Linked DNA regions of Mus musculus: region 1 is linked to region 2. A link is a contact called in public HiChIP or PLAC-seq data. All regions are on one chromosome and are shown on one strand. Each heading gives the region's core, a stretch centred on a gene start, on an enhancer-like site or on the middle of the called end of the contact. The rest is flanking DNA. Distances are from core to core; before and after follow the strand shown.

Region 1 (2,940 bases), core at 215-2,714, 97 kb after region 2:
TACTGGGTCTGGAGACTGGACGTATCATGGCATGGTCTGGAGATGATACTATGTGAGGGGTACCCACACCCCTTATTTATTCCTGGGCAGGACGTAAATCAGACACCCTGCAGTGCCGGGGGACGCCTGAGATGGGTGGGTGGGTGGGTGGATGGGGACATTTGTGGAAGGGAGCTATAGCAGTCTAGAGGTGTATTGTGTGTGTGAAGTGCGGGAAACCTTGAGACTTATGATGGGTGGACCGCCCCCTGCTGGACAAGAATTTTTTTTGTATTAACACTTGATATGCTAATTTATGCTGCCACTCTAATCAGAATGCTAAGTTATTCCCCAGAGGTGGGGCTGAGTGTGAGTCGTGTGTGTGTGTGTGTGTGTGTGTGTGTGTGTGTGTGATATTCAGTAGGTCAGCTCATTCTCTGGGGATCTCTTAGGGTAGAGTGTGGGAGAGAAAAGGAGGCAAGGAGGATCCTGTAGGGACGTGTGCAGGCACACGAATTCTATATCCAGACAGCAGCCAGGGGCTGAGAACAGGTAAGGTTTCCTCCCAGGATCTCAAAGCCCTTCTCTAGAAAATGAGGATAGTCCGGTTTAACCTGGAGAGAGCTGTGTTAAGCACATAGTGAGTGTTAAGTATTCACTCAACAAATATTTGTTGAACACCTGCTAAGGCAGGCTATTTATTCTTCCTAATAACAGTGCAACCACTTTATGCCTTGGTACATATCAGATCCTCTTTGTAGATATCTTCTCGGTGGAATAAATGAATTTATAGGTATCTGCCAGGTACTAATTCCAGCACTTGCCTGGTATGGCGTCACACACTAATTTCAGCACTTGGAGAGACAGGAAAAATGGCCAGTTTGGGCTGAACAGCAAGATGCTGTCCCTAAAACAGTCACTTACCCTGTTGCTATTGTAATCTTCAGTCCGTTGAGACAGGCCCAGAACGCTTAGCTTAAGTCATGCGCACCAAGTCCCACAAGCGAGGATTTGAGGCCAGGAAGAAGGAAGGCAGTTCTGTAGTCCTTCGTAGGAGTGGACTGGGGTGGCCGCGAGAGTCATCTCTCAGTCACGATGGGTTCTCTACAGCTTGGAGTGCTAGGTGGCGTTTGGCGTGCTGGTGACACAGCTGGGTGGGCACCTGCGAGGTCCCCGCGCGCCTGTGGCCGGTTGTGCGTGAAGGTGGGGTGAATGGAAGTCTGCGAGTGTAGTGTGACTATGTGTAAGCTGCCATGTGCGCGTGTGTGCGTGCATGCGTCTGTGCACGTGGGGCTGGAAGTGCGTGTGAGTGAGCGTGTGTGAACGACTGCGAGATCCTCCATCCCTCCCCCACCCCACCCCCTGGGTCGGAGGACCCGCTAGGGACTACCACTCCCGGCATGGCCTGGGCGGCCCGCCCTGCCATCCTGATTGGCTGAGATCCTCGTGCTCCCGCCCCCTGGGAATGAATGGATGGGCGGCCTCAGCGCCCGCCCGACCGCTGGGAGGACCGACCCGGCAGGGACCTGCTGGGGGCAGGACCCGGGGAGCAAGATGGCCACGGTCATCCCCAGCCCCCTGAGGTGGTGCGGGTGGGCGCGAGGCGGGGGAGTCGGCGCGGGCGGGTCTGTGCGGCCGCGCGCGCGCGTGTGTATGTGTGTGGCCGCTGGGGGTGGGGCTGGTGGGGTGTCAGGGGGCTGTCACCGCGTGCGGGGGTGCGAGTGTATGTGACTGAGGGTGTTTAGCAAGAATGATGTCCGACGCGTTGCTCCAGGACTGGGAGAGGGCGTGGGGGAGGGGTCTCCAAGGATTTTTAGGGGAAAGGGGTCATGTCCCCTCCCAGGGATGCCAGGGTTTGAGAGAGGGTACATGGTCTAGGGAAGCTGGGGCCTGGGTACACTCGAATCCACGCTACCTTTGTCTTGGGGTGTGGAGTGTGTTGAGCGACTTATACATTGCTTTTTGCTTTGTAGCTGAATGTGTGGGTATGTATAGGGTTTCTTTTATTCTGCACTACCTATCTGAGTATTTGGGTCTCGAAGTGTGTGCACATGTCTGGCGAATCTGCACCATTTATGTTCTGTGTCTTTGGATATGGACGTGTGAGGATAGGTCTAAATTTTTGTGTGAACATGAGCAGACCTGACTGCCCCTCTGTTTCCAAGGCGTGTACCTGTGTATTTGGGGATGCATTTTAAATTTGGGGTTTCTGTGTATGTGTACCCTTGAAAATCTCAGTGATGTCTTTGTATTGTGTGTTTGGCTGGAGTGTCTTTGGATGGATATGTAAGCGCATATGTAAATGTTTATAGGGTCCCTATCTTTTGACATTGTGTGACTGTTGGGATGAGTGTTGTGTGGTGTGTTTCCATGTTGTGGGTCTTTGTGGATAAGCTGTCTCTGGAACCATCTGGGTCTCTGGATACATGACATTCATAGGTAGTTCTATGGCTTTTTTTGATTTGGATTATTTGTGTTCTGCAAGAGATGTGTGTCTGTGTGACAGAGAGAATTTGTTTGCTACTCCTTTGTGAAGATTGGGATACGTTTCTCTTTGTGTGTGAATCCCGTGTGGCCATGTGCGATTTGTTTGTATTGGGTGTTTGGCTACGTTCATGTGTGGATGGGTCCCGGTATGTTTTGGTTTGTTTTTATATTGTCTGTGAACACTTCTTAACCCGAGACATAATCAAGTTTTAGGTAGCTGCTTCCCTGCCAGCACCCTGCCCCGCCCCCGGATCCAGAGGGGTGGGAGAAGATGGGGGAGGTGAAGGTGGACCTGGCCGGCTTGCCCTTTGCGGAGCAGTGGGAACGGGCAGCCGCGGGAGGGTGCTGGGCCTCCCTGCACTAGCCCTTGCTGACAGCCGCCCGCCCGCTGCTCGCCCGCCCCCACAGCCTTGGCGAGGACTTCTACCGGGAGGCCATCGAGCACTGTCGCAGCTACAACGCGCGCCTGTGTGC
Region 2 (2,923 bases), core at 299-2,798:
AGTGTGTAACTGTTCTTCTAGATGACCAAAGCATGATTGCCAGCATCTATGTCAAGCCACAATAGCTTGTAACTCCAATCCCAGGAATTCATCACCCTCTTCCGACCTCCACAGGCAACTGCATGCACATGCATAGACCTATTAAAAATAAGATGAATGCTTTTTTTTTAAAAGAGAGAATAACTACTATTAGACACAGGGTTCTTTTTTTTTTTTTTTTTTTTTTTTGGTTTTTCCAGACAGGGTTTCTCTGTATAGCCCTGGCTGTCCTGGCACTCACTTTGTAGACCAGGCTGGCCTCGAACTCAGAAATCCGCCTGCCTCTGCCTCCCGAGTGCTGGGATTAAAGGCGTGCGCCACCACGCCCGGCCCAGACACAGGGTTCTTATTGGAGGATAATAGGAACGTTCCGGAGAAAGATAATGAGGTTAGTGTGATTGCTTAAGTGAGGTACTGTTTGAACACCCCAGGCTCCTATGTTTGAATGCTTGGTCCTTAGCTGTGGGTCTGACTGAATAGGATTACATATGGCCTTCATGGAGAAGATGTGTCACCAGGGGTGTTAGGCCTTGAGGTCTGCACCATTCCTAGTTCGCTTTCTCTGCCTCCTGCTTGTGGATGGAAGTACCTGCCATGGTGGTCCCACCGGGTTCCCTACTGTGCTGCTCATGGACTTTTGGTTTATAAGTTGCCTTGGTCACAGTTTTTCTGTCATGGAATGACAGAATGGAGCTGAAACGGTTGCCTGACTCTGTAGATACACTAAAATGTACTGATCTGTATACTTTAGAACGACACCTTTAGGGGCTGAGAACAGGGTGGTAGCAGGTAGCAGTGGTAGCATGTACAAAGCCTTGGATTCTGTCCCTAGGCCCCTAAACAAAATAAGAGCTACATCTCAATTTTAAAATGGGGCCCCGTGGGGGGGGGAGTGCTGTGCTCACTTTTTGTCCCTATTGTGTTCTTGTACCTAGTGGGAGACTGAATCTTTAATGCCTTCAGGGTTGGTGGAGACTACTATTAAACTGTATTGAAAAAACACTGCTGAAAATGGGAAACTGGAGACTTACAGAAATCAGCCTACTCATACTGTAAACTCTTACCTGTCCCGGACAGGAAAAGTTGATTTGCAAGTAGTAAGGAAAGCTCAAATAGTTCTGTAAAGAAAGGTGGAGGAAATACCTAGTCACTTGGTGTACTGACTCGAGATCTCTCTATTTACTGACCCCAAATCTCTTTGATACTCTTGATCTCACTTCCCTCACCTCTGACGGATCGATTGGCGAGTCTGTCAACTTTTGGAACACCTTGGCCACTGTATCGATGGGCTCATGATCTTGAAATCGATCCTTGGAGAGATGCAAGCCTACCTTCTCGAACTTGTTCAGGACAAGAAGCCAGGTGCAATGCTGTAAGGTATCTTCCGCCCACGACTTCAACGACAGCAATAGCACTAGCCGCAGTACCCAGAATGCCCAAAGGTTTGGTTTTCTCGGCCACACAGGGCTGACCGGGGACATGGCTGGCCGGGACACCATGTAGCTAGAACCTGGAGAACGTGGGGATTAACACCCACTTGCAAGTTGGCTAGCTGAGGCTGATCTCTAGGAAACCGCTCAGTTCCTGCCCCTTTTCCCACTCTTCTTCCTAGCTCCACCTTTGATCAGGCTTTGGGGCCCCTTACTCTCTGCCCGGGCCCTGCTCTTAGGCCTTGCCACGCCCTTACTCCCAGCTCCTCCCCTACTAATACTCCTCGCCCCGCCCCTGCTCCTACTCTCGGCCCCTCCCCTACTAATACTCCTCGCCCCGCCCCTGCTCCTACTCTCGGCCCCTCCCCTACTAACACTCCTTGCCCCGCCCCTGCTCTTTCTCCCGGCCCCTCCCCTACTAATACTCCTCGCCCCTCCCCTACTAATACTCCTCGCCCCTCCCCTACTAATACTCCTCGCCCCGCCCCTGCTCTTACTACTGTCCCTACCCCTGCGGCTCTTTTCACCCTGCTTCCTAGTTACTCTCTCTCTCTTTGCCCTGGCTTTGCTCTTTTCTGTTCCCGTTCTTGGAACTCCTAACCTACTCTTCGCCAAGTCCCTCTTTTTTTTTCTTGCCTTGCCAGAGCACTTCCTGTTTTCCTTACCACTGTGCCCCTCAGGGGACTTGGCTCCGCCCTCAAAAGGTTCCCCGCCCACACACTGCTCTTCGCCACGCCCCTTTCTTTTCGCTCCTGCCCTGCTCAGGAACCGGCTTAGAGTCTTCTTGTCCTTTCGTGAATCCTCGCCCACACCTCCGAACTCGCTAGGCTCTTTGCCTTGGCTCAAGGTCTGAGTCGTTCTGGAAATCAGATCCTGGCTCTGCTTTCTCTTCTGGCCACGCCCCTGGTCCTGGCTCCGGTCTGGAGTGTCGCGGTAGAGCGGATCTTCACTCTGCCTTCTCTCTTGGCCACGACCCTGGTCCTGGTTCAGGCTCCAAGTGTTGCAGTAGTTCAAATGCTCACTCTGTCTTCTCTCTTGGCCACGCCCCCGGTCCTGGTTCAGGCCCTGAGTGTTGCAGTAGTTCAAATCCTCACTCTGTCTCCTCTCTTGGCCACGCCCCTGGTCCTGGCTCAGACCCCGAGTGTCGCGGTGGTTCGGATCCTCGCTTCGTCTCCTCTCTTGACCACGCCCCTGGCCCTGACTCAGGTCCCGAGTGTTGCAGTAGTTCAAATCCTCGGTCTGTTTCTTCTCTTGGCCATGTCCCTGGTCCTGGTTCAGGCCCCACGTGTTGCAGTAGTTCGAATCCTTGCTCAGTCTCCTCTCTTGGCTACGCCCCTGGTCCTGATTCAGGCACCGAGTGTTGCAGTAGTTCAAATCCTCGCTCAGTCTCCTCTCTTGGCCACGCCCCTGGTACTGGTTCAGGCCCCAAGTGTTGCAGTAGTTCCAATCCTTGC

What was found. HiChIP or PLAC-seq counts read pairs in DNA pulled down with a chosen protein or histone mark.
Region 1: an H3K27ac HiChIP or PLAC-seq map of microglia shows a contact between it and region 2, with 7 times the contacts expected there. The contact joins the promoter of Dpf1 here to the promoter of Catsperg1 in region 2. A contact is called at or near these places in 12 of 39 promoter capture datasets (the 3T3-L1 cell line, 3T3-L1-derived adipocytes, the HPC-7 cell line and 6 more), 5 of 484 Hi-C or Micro-C datasets (the N1E-115 cell line, embryonic stem cells and nephron progenitors), 6 of 115 datasets of contacts at active chromatin or transcription factors (embryonic stem cells, epiblast stem cells, forebrain and 2 more) and 4 of 9 other capture datasets (adipose tissue, embryonic tail, liver and 1 more).

The regions. Positions count from the first base shown.
Region 1 is chr7:29,306,537-29,309,476 of GRCm38.p6, forward strand. It overlaps Dpf1 (D4, zinc and double PHD fingers family 1), which reads left to right and starts at 1,465. Exons shown (of 12, transcript NM_001368371.1): 1 at 1,465-1,562; 2 at 2,875-2,940. The coding sequence starts at 1,534.
Region 2 is chr7:29,209,377-29,212,299 of GRCm38.p6, forward strand. Catsperg1 (cation channel sperm associated auxiliary subunit gamma 1) reads right to left here and starts at 1,549. Exons shown (of 28, transcript NM_001368407.1): 1 at 1,266-1,549; 2 at 1,104-1,157. The coding sequence starts at 1,538.